Regions from separate parts of the Muntiacus reevesi genome. Here region 1 is linked to region 2. The links are chromatin contacts, called in public Hi-C maps. All regions are on one chromosome and are shown on one strand. The core of a region is the stretch at or near the end of the contact, and the rest is flanking DNA. Distances in the headings are between cores, read along the strand shown. Region 1 holds the start of CREBZF (CREB/ATF bZIP transcription factor). Region 2 holds the start of EED (embryonic ectoderm development).

Region 1 (6,872 bases), core at 889-3,388, 550 kb before region 2:
GTCTAGATCTATTAAAACTAAAAGGCATTCTTATATTTAAGAGATTTCTGTAATCTCCAGCAAAGTAACTATCACATTTGTGCATGCCCCAAGTACTTATTGTCAACCTCTGAAAAGTTGCTCTAAAATTGGAATTCCAGTTTGCACCTTGTACAACTCGGAAGTTCCATTCAACTTCACCTGTGTCACTGTCTCCAAACTGTATCTCTATTAGCAGCTTTCAGTGTACAGTTGGAACCGATGTCATCCAAGGCCATGTCCACACTGGGGACAGAAGAGCTAGGTACACGCAAGTCTGAACAAGGGGACACATTAAGAGCTATTTCAACCAGAAGAAGCAACTTGAGTACATTATTGACCAGCACAAGTCTGTTTCCAGGGTGGACAGGGCCCAAATTAGATTCCCCTCCCAACTTCCGAAAAAGAAAACAACAAACAAACAAACAAAAAAAAATCACACACACGCACAAATTGAGATGTTGCCCATTAAAGTAGACTAAGCAGCAGAGCATGAGCGTTACGTGAAGAGATGGGTCCTTACCAGGTGGTGAGGCGGGAACGACTGTTCTGTAACCCCTACAACGGAGCCTGGCAGGAAGGAAATCACCTAAAAAAGAAACTGTCAGAGAGATTTAATAGTCACATGTTATCATTAGGAGTTGGTTACAGTGTCACATTCATGCTTTTAGCTAAACACTTAAAGATTCAATATTACTTTTTTTTTCCTCCTCTGAAATGTGTCCAGTGACGATGTCCCACTAAGGTGTTTTACATGATGTAAGGGAGTTGAAAGGGGATAAACGCGGATAAAGAGCGGATTACTTGACCCTACATTTTAAGAGAAGACGACGCCTTCCGGGCGCACGCCGAGCAGAATTCCACCGACACCTTATCCTTGTCCACATGCAGACACACTCCTCCAGCCGAGTCGTCCTGGTCTTCCAGCGGGTCCGGCTGCTGCTTCCCCACGGGCAGAGCGTAGTCGTGGTCCCCGGCGGGCGAGTCCCTGAAGAGCGAGGTGGTCAGCCGCAGTCCCACGCCGCTCAGCCGGCTCAGCAGGCGAGCCAGTCCGGTCTCGTTGGCTAAGACGGCCCGAAGGTAGCGACTCTCCTCCTGCAGAGCCTGCACGCGCTTGCCCAGCTCCCGGTTCTCGGCCCGCAGCTCCTGGTTCTCGGCGGCCAGCCCCCGCACTCGGCTCTCCAGCCCCATCACGTATTCCTTCTTCTTCAGCCGGTTGAGGCGGGCAGCCGCCGCCGCCGCCTTCCGGGGACTCTTTGTCGCCGCCTGGTTGCTGTCGTTGCCGCCGCCGCTGCCGCCGACGCCGCCGCCGCCTCCTGGGGACTTTCTCCGCCTCTTTTCGCCGCCGCCACTGTCACTGCCGCTGCTGCAAGCTCCGATGCCGTTTAACAGCCTCTGCAGCAGGTCCGAAAAGCGCTGCATCTCGGCAGCCGCGGCCTCGTCGTCGTCGTCGCCTCTCCACAAGCCACCGCTGTCCGATCCTCCGCCGGACGAGGAGAGGGGCCCCGGCGAGCTGAGCCCGGGCTCCAGGTGCCAGTCCGGCTGCCGGGGGTCCAGCAGGTCCGCCAGTTCCAGGCCGGACAGAAAGTCCATGTCCTCCGTCTCCTCCCCGGGGATGCTGGCCATCGCCTCCTCCTCCATCTCCTCAGGCGAGGGCGCGCGCGCGGCCACGCCGCCGCGGCCCCCCCTCCCGGCCTCCGACTCGCCCTCGTCGCCGCGCGGCTGTCTGCGGCCGGGCGATCCGGCCGCCGCCGTCCCCTCGTCCTCCGCTGCCCCGGTCAGGTCCGAGGGCAGCGAGCAGGTCGCGACGGGCGCCGGGCTCTCACTACGCGTCGGGGAGTCGCTGCCCGAGGCCGCCAGCAGTTTAGTCAGGCTATGCCTCATGGGGCCCGGCGGCGGGCCCACGTAGGCCCCGGGCCCTCAGACCGGGCCTCGCGGGTCCCAGGGACCCAGAGCGGGTAGCCGGGGAGCAGGCCAGAACGAAAGAAAGGGGAAGGTCCGCGTCGCCTCCCGCCCCCGCTTGGCTGGTCGACCCCCCGCGCCGGGGCGGGGGGCAGGGAAGGGAGATGGAAGCGGCGAGGCCCAACGATGACTCGACCGCGCCACCCAGACAACGGCCTGGCCGGAAGTCAGTCGATCTCGCCCCAGCCCCTCCCACCGCATTTTGCGCTCCACTGGGCTCTAGTATCGCGAGAGTTCGGTAGACCAGGCGTAATTCCAGATCTCCAGTGATGTCATAGTAACAGCTGCAAAAATAACAACAAACCAGGGATTTATTGAAACGGTGGTCTGCCCGCTCGGCCCTCGCTTCTCTATCCTCTGTATTCTAGCTTCCACCTCCAGTGAAGTTAACTATCGCTCAGAACTGATCGATACCACATTTATGAATAATCAAAGTTATCCTGGAATTTAAGACTGCTAATCAAACCATTTTTTAAATTGCCCCGCCCCCTTACGCTATAGTACAAGATGGTTTCACTCAAACACTTAAATAGTACTAGAAGAAAAGAATGTCATTCATATGTAATTTTTCCAGATTTTGTTTAAAAAATTTACAAATATACAGAATATGTGAAAGAGTATTCTAATTCAACAATACTACCCAATACCCAGACTCAACAATTAACAATTTGTCATATACATTTTATATAAATGTTTGTAAAATATTTTTTTTTGCTGAATTATCCCAAAGTTTGAGACAAAACACACCACCTCAACATGCTTCCGTATGCATCTTTAAAAATAACACTCTCTTTCATAATCATAATACTATTATCAGGTCTGGAGAAAATTAACAATCTTGTCAATATTACCTATTACTCATATCATATTCAAAATTTGTTCAGCTTTCTTCAAAAATAATCTTTTATAGCAGATATGTTCTTTTGAGCCAGGATCCAATCACAAACCACTTCTTGCATTTGTTATGTTCCCCCGCCCTCCATTTGTCAAACTAGAACACCCCCTATCACATTTCACATTGGCTTTTTTTAAAAAAACAAGGTCAGTTGTCTTGAAAAATGCATCACAATCTGGATTTGTCTGTTTCCTCGTGGTGTTGTTTATATTGTTCCTTAAAACCCACAAGGATTTCAGGTTTGAGGCAGTTCACAAATACACTAGAAAACAGTGAAATAACTCAAATTTTTACAAAGCAAAGTCAGTGAAAATACAGATGAAAAAGATAAGGAGTCTAAAGGAGGAAAGGTTTGTTTCAGAATCGGATGGACATAAAATCTTAGTTACTCAAGTTGAGCTAACAGTAGACTAAGCTTCCTGGTAACCCAAACAAACTTTCCTTTATTTGCTTATGAGTAAAGTACACATGAATTCCTTAACTGCTTTTCCTGTTCTCATGTCTTAAAGAAACTTTTAAATGAGATACTGAATAAAGCAGCAGATAACTTCACCAAACCTTCCTTTATTTGGCTGTTTTCTAGAAGAATTGAAAGCAAGTTCCAGGAAATTTGGATACTGATAGGTCCCAAACAGTACCTGGCACAGGGTAGGCTTTGATAAACATTTGTTGAATGAATGAAGAAGGTTTCCAACTTTTAACTGAAGGCATTGCACTAAAACTCAACTAAATGAAAACGATTCTGCAAGGGACACAAATAAGCATGACCTATGGTATCGACTGAGCGACTGAACTGAACTGAACTGATGGTATCTAGACATGAGTTTGAGCAAGCTCCGGGAGTTGGTGATGGACAGGGAAGCCTGGCGTGCTGCAGTCCATGGGGTCACAAAGAGGCAAACACGACTGAGCAACTGAACTGACTGACTGATGAATCTAGAAGAAGAAATGAGTGGCCTCCAGTTAACTCCTTAATCTTCCCTTTAGGAAACGAAAGAGTAAGTGAAGTCGCTCAGTCCTGTCTGACGCTCTGAGACCCCTTCAACTGTAGCCTATCAGGGTCCTCTGCCCATGGGATTCTCCAAGCAAGAATACTGGAGTAGGTTGCCATTTCCTTTTCCAAGGGATCTTCCCGACCCAGGGATGGAACGCGGGGCTCCCGCATTGCAGGCAGACACTTTACCCTCTGAGCCACCAGGGAAGCCCCATTAGGGAAGGTTTTGCAAAAGTAGAACAGCGAACAGTTCGAGATAACAAGTTTTCTGGCATACTTTGACTTAACAGGTGTTTTGTGTTGCTGGTCATCCAATCGAACTGTATTTTCTCCTAAGGCAAAATCAAGATCATGGATTGATTTATCATTTTTTCCCTAAATTACAAGATTTCGGTTTAACTATACATGGTTTAAGAGCCTCTCCAATGAATTAAGAGAAAAGTAAAAAACTGAGAGAAGGGAATTTTTACAGTGTAGCCTCAGAAGACAAAAAAGCAGCTACAGCAGAAACGACTTTCCCTCCCTTTGATCATTCCTCTCTTCTCATTCTCTCCTTCTTCACAGTTGGTTTTTTAATTTTCTTTTCTGGTTATAATAATCATTGTAAAAGATTCAGATAGTGCAGAAATATACAAATAAGTAGAATATTACCCATAATCTAACTACCCCAAAATGATTTATTAAAATTTTGATGTGTAATATAAAGAGTTTTTCTATGTATGGATATATTACATAAATTGTTTTATTTCTCTGAACTCTAATGTTTTTATGTGAATATTTTGTTGACATATTTTATACTACCAAATATATATTTGCATGCTTATTTTTGTTGACTGTCTAGAATTTCATTTCAGGAACTTCCCAACTTTCAATCAACCTCACTGATAGCACTTAGGTTGTGGTTGTATTGGATTTTTCACTGTTACATACCACACTAAAATGTTGCACAAATATCTTTGTTCACTTATCCTATGATTTCCTTAGGACAAATTATTGGAAGTAGAATATCTGTCTACAATTTTTATACATAGACTTATTATTACCTATGGGAATATTACCTCTTATTACCTATGGTATCTATCACCAATGGTGTTTTACAGTATTTAATTTCTATGCACTCATCAAAGTGGATTTGTTCTTTTTAAAATGTGCCAATCTAAAAAGGGGCATCTTTTTGTGTGAATGGGCATTTCTTTAATTATTAGCTTGAATGTTTTTCACATTACCAACTGATTTCTAATGTTTACAGTCTTTTTACCATCTTAGTCCACTTTTCTTTGAAGTGAGATGTTTGTCAAGAAAGATATTTGTCTTTTTTCCTTCTTAATTTATATGAATCCCTTGCATTATAAGAAAAACATTCTTTAAAAAAAAAAAGAAAAACATTTTTTTGTCTCATTTATGTTCCAGTTTTTCCTCTAGTTGATCATTGGGGGGAAGGGCTAAAACTACTTGTTTTACTATAATTTCTAAATGGTCTATTAAACTTTTCTTCATGATTTCTGGCTTTGATGTTTAGCTGAAAAAGCCTTTATTAAACTAAATAATAGTGATATTTACTTATGTATTTTAGAACTCCTTTAATTTCTTCTATTTATAAATTACTGTTTTTTTTAACAATATGAGTGATTATTTCATTTATTAACAGAGCCAACTGGAATTTATTCTGGTATAAAATGTGACATAAGAATATAATTTTTCAAAAAGTTATCTGCTACAATACAGTTTATTGAAGAATCCATACTTGTACTCACTGATGTCCCAACATTTGTGCCATATATTAAATTCTTATATATAGTTGGATCTATTTCTGGTGTTTTTCTTCTATTTCATTGATTAGTGTATCCATTTTGGAAGCAAAATCAGTATATTTTTGTTGCAGTTTTATATTTCAATATGTCATAGGACAAGACTTTTTTTAGTCTTTCTCAGAATTTTAAATCTGTATTTGAATATTTATTCCTCCAGATAACTTTATAAAATTTTCCAAGTTTAAAAAAAAAGCTGTAATTTTCATGGAAATTGCATTAAATTTATTATTTTCCTCAGTTACTTTATGCATTTTTGGGGGCTACTGGACTATTTCTTTTTCTATGCTTTTTAAATGGTTATTGTTGCTCCACAGGAAAGCTACTGATGTTTTTGTTAAATTTTTAACTGACTCACTCACTGAATTTTCTTTTTTTCCAGTTTCCATTGATGTAGTTCTGTTATAAGGACCTACAAGGCAAGGATCATTTTAATAATTGTAATATGATAGTAATAATAATAACTGCTAGTTAGGAGCCCTTATCAATATTGGGCATATATAGGACTTTACACATATTATTTCCTTAAATATGGTAATAGATTTGGGAGGCCTCACCAAATGTACCAGGGAATCACTGTGGGCTCTCAAGTTGTACTGTTTAGTTTCTCCCTAGAAATGATACATTTTGAAAAGGCTGTCTCCAAACCATTTTCTACCAGATTCTTTCCAGTTCAGTTTTATTCATCTTTGATGCTTCATGTGGCAGAGTAAATATGTATGATGAAGACTGTGTTTATCTAGATTCAATGGCTGAACTTTCTTAAGTCTTTATTTTCAGTTTACTTATTCAAATTTCCTTGGTAAACAGTTATATCATCTTATTATATACAATGACAATTTTGCTTCCTTCTTTGCAATACTTGTTTTATTATCTTGACTTATAATTAAATAGCACTTCCAGAATGATGCTAAATAATGCTGTGAATAATCAATTTCCTTGCCTTATTCTAGCTACTGATTTGAGATGGGTATTTTTATTAGGGTAAGCTCGGTTGCAGGAAACAGAAACCACTTCAGCTATTTTAAGCAGGAAAAGCTGTTAATACAGAGACGATGTATACAAAGTAATTGGAAGGACTAGAAGAGGGGGCATTAGGCCAGGTGATCAAGAATGGCTCTTAGTGCAATGTGGCCTAACAGGCCTACTAGGGTGCTGTTATCTCTGCCCAGGTTGGGATAGTTGTAGATACAAA
Region 2 (6,389 bases), core at 3,188-5,687:
TTTTAAATAAGGTTTTTCATAGGGGATAATTTTACAGAAAAGTTGGAAAGTTTTTCTCATTAACATCTTACATTATCACGGTACACTTTCCAAAATTAAGAAATTGGAACACATAATTATTAACAAAACTTCAAACTTCATTTGAATTTCCTGTTTCTCCAGTTACCTCCTCTTTCTGACCCAAGTGAGACAGCCTTCTCATATTCTTCAGTGGTGTGTAAAAGATTGTGTGTTCTAGATATCAAGCTCTCTAAGTAGAAATACACATATCTAGAGTTGCCTGGGGTCCTTCATCTTGAGGCAAAAGTACTTTCCAATCAACCAGACTTGATTAGGATATGTAGCTCTATCACTTGGAAGAGGTGTGTGCTTGTGGGCAACTTGTTTAATTACACTGAACTATTCTTTCCATGGGGTTTCCCTGGTGGTTCAGAGGGAAAGAAACTGTCTGTAATTTAGGAGACCCGGGTTTGATCCCTAGGTTGGGAAGATCCCCTGGAGAAGGGAATGGCTACCCACTCCATTATTCTTGCCTGGAGAATTTCATGGACAGATTAACCTGGCGAGATACAGTCCATGGGCTTGCCAAGAATCAGACATGAAAGAGCAATTCATGAGCATGTGTGTGCTCTACACATCTGTCTTGTTTTTGCACGGCTTCCTGGATCTTTGTTCCCCGACCAGGGACTGAATCCAGGGCCCTCAGCAGGTTGGAGTCCTAACCACCGGATCACCAGGGAATTACCTCCACATTTGTAAAATGTAGGTAGTAAGACCTCTCCAACTGTGATGGTTTCTGAAATCTTTCACAGTAAGAGAATTCAGTATTGAAAAACTTGATTTTAATAGGTAATTAGTCTTTTGCATTTATTAAACTAAAATCAGAAGAATAGCACTCTAGATAGCATACCTGTGATATTTTATATGTTGAATTAGAAGAGGGTTCAGAGGAGCCTGACTAAAGACTCTTTAATTAAACCTTAATCAGGCTCCTCTGAGCCATATCCTCAACTAGACCTTATCCCAGGACTTTCCTAAGTCAGTTTTCCCAAGAATTCTGCTAAGTTGGTTTAGAAAGGATTATCCAGGTTTGATATCTGATAACCCTGGTGAGCTGGATTAGGAAGAATCCCCCTATTCTTGATGTCTCCTTTAGCAAATCTCCATCCACCAACTTCTCTGTAGGGGAGGAAAGACTTTCCCTCTAACTAAAAGCAAGCAAGTTACCAAAATAAAAGGTATATAAATTTATTATTTTTTAATAACACATGCACAGGGCCATCACGGGGGAAAAACTGAATATCTAAAAAAGCAGTGATCTTTGAGAGTTTATAACAATCTCAGTAGGGGAAATGGGAAGGGAGGTGTATGCTACTTGGGCAAGAGTAATGTTTTAGAAAGATGAATGGGCTCAGACTAGAGGGGAGGTAATGATAGTGTGTTGCAAAATTTCTCTGGGTGTGGTGTTGAGTCCTGACTTCTAGTCTCTTCTTTGGTGACTAGAGTCAATCTTCCCTGATTGCTGAAATTCCTAGGGAGGGAATTTATGACAGTTCAGTTCCTTTTGGAGGACTGTCTTTAGGCAGACAAGTGGAGCTTGGAGAAGTCTGTTTTCCAAAGTGTCTTCACCTCAGAATTATTACTTCTCTGGTGGTCCAGTGGCTAAAACTCCAAGCCCCCAATGCCGGGGCCTGGGGTTCAATCCCTGTTTGGAGAATTAGATACCATATGCCCCAACTAGTTCGCAGACACCACGAAGACTGAAGGTCCTGCATGTCAAGACCAAGACTCAGTGCAGCCAAATAAATATATATTTATATATAAATGTTAAAAAATATACCAAAGCAACATATTGCAAGTGACATGTCTAACTCCTTCACCCCCTACTCTTCTCCTTGGTTATAAATCCCCACCTACCCTTGCTGTATTCCGAGTTGAGCCCTCTCTCTCTCCTACTTCGACAGTCTTGACATTTATCATGAGAGTACTGAATAAAGTTCCTGTTTTAACAAGCATCAGAATAATTTTTTAACATTAGCGACAATGACTATTAACTAATTTCTATTTATTAACTCTGATTCATTGGACAAACCTTTAAAACATCCCTCCAAGTTTTAACAAAACTCTTTAAAAATATTTTTGTTTTGTTATGGGTATCATGAATGCTGAAAGACATTTTCCTTCCATATGTATACTTTATCCAAATGAAAGGGACAGAGTAAAGGGACAAAGTAGGTGATTAAATAGCTAATCCCACTAGGGGAATGTAAGTAGGAAAAAATAAGGGAGACCCCACAAATTAATGATTACTCAGGAAAGCACATTTACTTAACCACAAAACCAAGCAAGCCTGCTTAGCAACAAAACCATGCACTAGAAGCACAATGCATGACCCAAAACAATAAAACAATGGTGGCGTGAGGTCGAAATCCTGCCCAGTGAGCTCAATAGGTTAATGACCCTTAGGACATATTCTGCACACATAAAAAACAACTCTGAACCTAGCTTGACCATGTAAGGACAAGAAAACTTCCCTGTCCGACCTGGAGGAGGAACTAATGGAAGCATGAGGTCTACTCAAGAAAAACAAAGAAGGTCTTTTCCTCCTCTCCTCTCTTCCTCTGACTATAAAAATGTAACCTACTAAGTAAGTACTCAGGGCACAGCACCCCCTCGCCCACCTGCTTGTAAACATCACAAACCTCCTTTTCTAACAAATCCTTTATTCATCACTTTGCCTCTCACTAAATTCTTCCTGTGCTGAGACATAAAGGACTGTGGTACTGAGCTCTTTGGAGCCCCCTGAAACGACACCATTGAGTTTCACAGTCGTTCAGCACTTTTTAAATTTTATGAGTAGAAGTTGATTCCCCCTTCCCAGCTCCCACTGATCCCAGATACAAAGAGCAATTTGGATTGGAATTGCTTTAGTTGATTACCCTTTTATTTGTAGGACTATATTTCACAAACATCCTTCTCAACAGATAAATGGGGTATGTTTGTCTCTGCCCATGAACATGTCAAACAAGGCACATCTTATTTCTCAGTGGAGACTCCATACTTACTAGTGTCATCTCTCTCTCACCAACTAATTGATTAGTAGTGCCTGGCACATTAGCAGTTCAATAAGTAAGTGCAAGTACTATACTAAATCCAAACTTTTTTTTTCAGCTTCCTTAATTTTTCTTGACTCTTCATAACAAAAATATCTAAATTCTGCCCTGCCTCTGCCTTACCTTTCTAATTCTCAAGAGTTCTCTCCTTGTCTCCAAAAGAAGTGACTTGCAATCTGCAGTATGTTAAGGCATCATGCAGAAGTTCAAGGACACTAGAATTTTATGGATGGGGCATTCTTCTACTGTTTATCTCACAGGTGATGTAATGAGACCTAGAACACACAAAAAAGTAGATACTATCCAATAGTGCTCAAGAAATGTTAGGTCCCTTCTTTTATCGTCATTTCTACAGATGAGGACAATATGGCCAGAAATGTAAGCGGTCACAGCTACGTTCCCAAAGAGGCAGATAAAAGGGAGCTGCCTTTTATTTCTTACACGAGGCTCACCAATGCACTTAGCACCTGTCAAGAGCCCAGACATAACACAAACATTTTTGTAAAACATCACAGTTTTTTTGACTTCTCCTATAATTTGTCAAAATCATGTCCAAAAAATAATTGTCCGTCATTTAAGTCTCTCAGTCTCATACACACTTGGAGGTGAACATTGCTTTTCAGGCCTTGGCATTGTTCAGGGCCGTTAACATTCTTTAAGAACTAAAAGAAGCCCTTTGGAATGTAATTCTAAGGAGCCTATAATTATAATTTTAGGGTATTCCTACTTAAGCCCTATCCAATATTGGCACTAACTGGACGAGAATAATCATTCCTTGCGATCAATATTCACTAGAATAAGTATTCATCAAGAAATCAGGACGGACTCAAGGGACGACGATTGGGTGGTGCCTTGAGATCCATCCTTGGCCACGGACACCCGGTGGAAGGCTACCTGGTTGGAAAACAAGATTTCCAAGAGGAGGGGCTTGGAGGAGGCGGGCCCGGACAACTAAGCGCGAGCACACGCCCCGGCGCATGCGCACCTGTTAGCGGGCACCTTCCATTCGCCTGGCAGGGGAGGCAGGCGCGAGGCTCTCTACAGTTTGAATTTCTGTTCTCAACGCAAGTGAGGTGGTGACCAGTTCCGCGCATAACGTGACAGCGTTACTCCTCGAGTTCAAGATGAAGAACACTCGGCACAGACGCCCGAACCGTGAGGCGACTTCTCGTCTGGTCCCCCCCGTCCCCCGGGACCCGAGTCGGCCCGTCCATTCCACAGACTTTCGAGTCCTCGCAGCGGGGTCGGGGGATCGAAGGATTGGGCCAATTGCGGCTGAACCGTCTCTGGAAGGAGGAAGGGGGTGAGGGGGTACCCCTTCTTCAGAGTTCCGCCTCTCCTTTTACAGGGCGGTCGCGGGGAAGGGGGACGTTGGAAATAACTGCCCTCGGAAGCCGACGGATCCCACACCCGCTCCGTGCAAACTGCCGGGAGGGCGGCGGGAAGAGGGCAAGACGGGAGCGGGGACAGGGAAGGACCCGGGAAGCCGCGCGGGAGGGCGCGCGCGCGCGCGCCCCTTTTTCAGCAGTGTGGCGGGGTCGCACGCACGCCCGCCTCGGCGGCTGGGCGCGGTTTGCGACAGTGGGGGGAGCGGCGGCGGTGGCGGCGGCGGCAGCTTTGCGGCAAGCTCCGGCCGGGCTTGCTTGACGGCGGTGTGGCGGAGGCCCCGCCCCCGGCGGCAGGAACCTGGAGGGAGGCGGAGGAATATGTCCGAGAGGGAAGTGTCGACAGTGCCGGCGGGAACAGACATGCCTGCGGCCAAGAAGCAGAAGCTGAGCAGCGACGAGAATAGCAACCCGGACCTTTCTGGAGACGAGAATGTGAGCGCAGCCCCCCGGGGCAGTCCGGACGGGACTTGGCCGTCAAAGTTTTCAATTCTTTTTAAACTGTGGGCGCGGGGGCGGGCGGGCGGCTGTGGTAAGGTGGGGTTGGGGGAGGGAGAGGTGTCACCGCTCTGCTGAGGAAAACGCGGGCGTGGAGGAGAAAATCGAACTCGTCTCTGAGGGGATTTTTTTGAGCTGGGGCGCCGAGAGCGAAAGGAAACTTCGCGAAGGAGAGTGTGGTTGCGGCCAGAGCTTGGTGGCGGAGGGTCGGAGGGGGTCTGCCCTGAGAGCATTTTGTGTGGAGGAGGAGAGTTTGGGCCTTTAGGGGGAAAGTGCGGATCTGAGATTCCATTAGTTTAAAAGGCAAGTTAGAGGTGTTTGTTTGGTTTTTTTTTTTTCCCCTAAGACAGTTGGAAGGAGGGGCCAGCGTGTGTTACGGACTTTTAAAAAAGGGATTTAGGGACCGTGTTCTCCTTAGACCCTTCCTGGCGGTCCAGGATGGGAAGAGTAGATCTCCGACGTCAGGGATTTCGGTGACTCTCTTAAAGGGGCTTTTGTGTTTGCTCCTGTCTCTGTGGAGAAGGGGTGCGCCTGACAGTCGACCTCACTTCTGGAGGGGGCGAGCTGCGAGAGTCGTCTTCAGAGTCAGAGGGGGAGCGACTCTTGAGGAAGGAATGAGGAGGGACAGTTAGTCTTCCGTCGGTTTTCACTGGGATAACGGGTACAACCTGGAAGACACTAGGCAACGGTGGTAAAGGTAGATGGCTTTAGGTGTAGGCTCGTGGTCTCGTATGTGTAAAGGTGCTCTGGAATCAGATTTTTTTTTAACTTTTTAAATAGTCATAACCCTAGTCCGTCCCAACAGTTGACCCCGCTGTGTTTAGGTGAGACGCCAGTGATAACCGAATTGACCTTAATTTTCTGTTTCATGTTTTAAGTTTATATCCAATAAGTTCAGGAAAAAATGTCTCGACGGTTCATTCGGAGATGATACCTTCCGAGGGAATGTGTTCTGAAGTATTATAGAAGGGTGGCGTAAGTTCTTTTTCTCAGTTTGCCTAGTTTTAAGAATAAATGGTGTATCTTAGACACCGACTGAAGCACATGTATGGCATGGATCAAGACCAAAATTTTCACTGAACAGATGGGAAAGAATTTTTTGCAGATAGAGGAAAGATATTTGGGGGGTTGTCAGTTTGTGGGATTTGGACTTCAATAATCTGAAAGGCTTTAGTAGGTGTTGATTGTTACTTTAAATCTTTTTATTTTCCTGTTTGTGCTTTCCAGTCTTATTATATATTAGGATCTAACACGTTCGACCCTCTTCACTTCAGCTGTTGAAATCTATTTCCACCTTCTCTTAAATTTCTCTTGGCAGATTAGATTAGTGACTAGGAGCACAACCTGGATCCAGGTGTTAGATTAAAATTCGCCACTCTACTGCTTTACCGGT

The links. Hi-C and Micro-C count contacts between places; a contact is called where the count stands out from the background.
Region 1: a Hi-C map of muscle shows a contact between it and region 2, with 4 times the contacts expected there. The contact joins the promoter of CREBZF here to the promoter of EED in region 2. A contact is called at or near these places in 2 of 3 Hi-C or Micro-C datasets (blood and muscle).

What each region holds. Positions count from the first base shown.
Region 1 is chr5:9,897,429-9,904,300 of mMunRee1.1, reverse strand. CREBZF (CREB/ATF bZIP transcription factor) reads right to left here and starts at 2,138. Exons shown (of 3, transcript XM_065936948.1): 1 at 716-2,138; 2 at 542-619. The coding sequence starts at 1,902. The coding sequence ends at 829. CCDC89 (coiled-coil domain containing 89) reads right to left here. Exons shown (of 4, transcript XR_010663386.1): 4 at 2,166-2,264.
Region 2 is chr5:9,348,695-9,355,083 of mMunRee1.1, reverse strand. It overlaps EED (embryonic ectoderm development), which reads left to right and starts at 4,437. Exons shown (of 13, transcript XM_065936899.1): 1 at 4,437-4,933. The coding sequence starts at 4,820.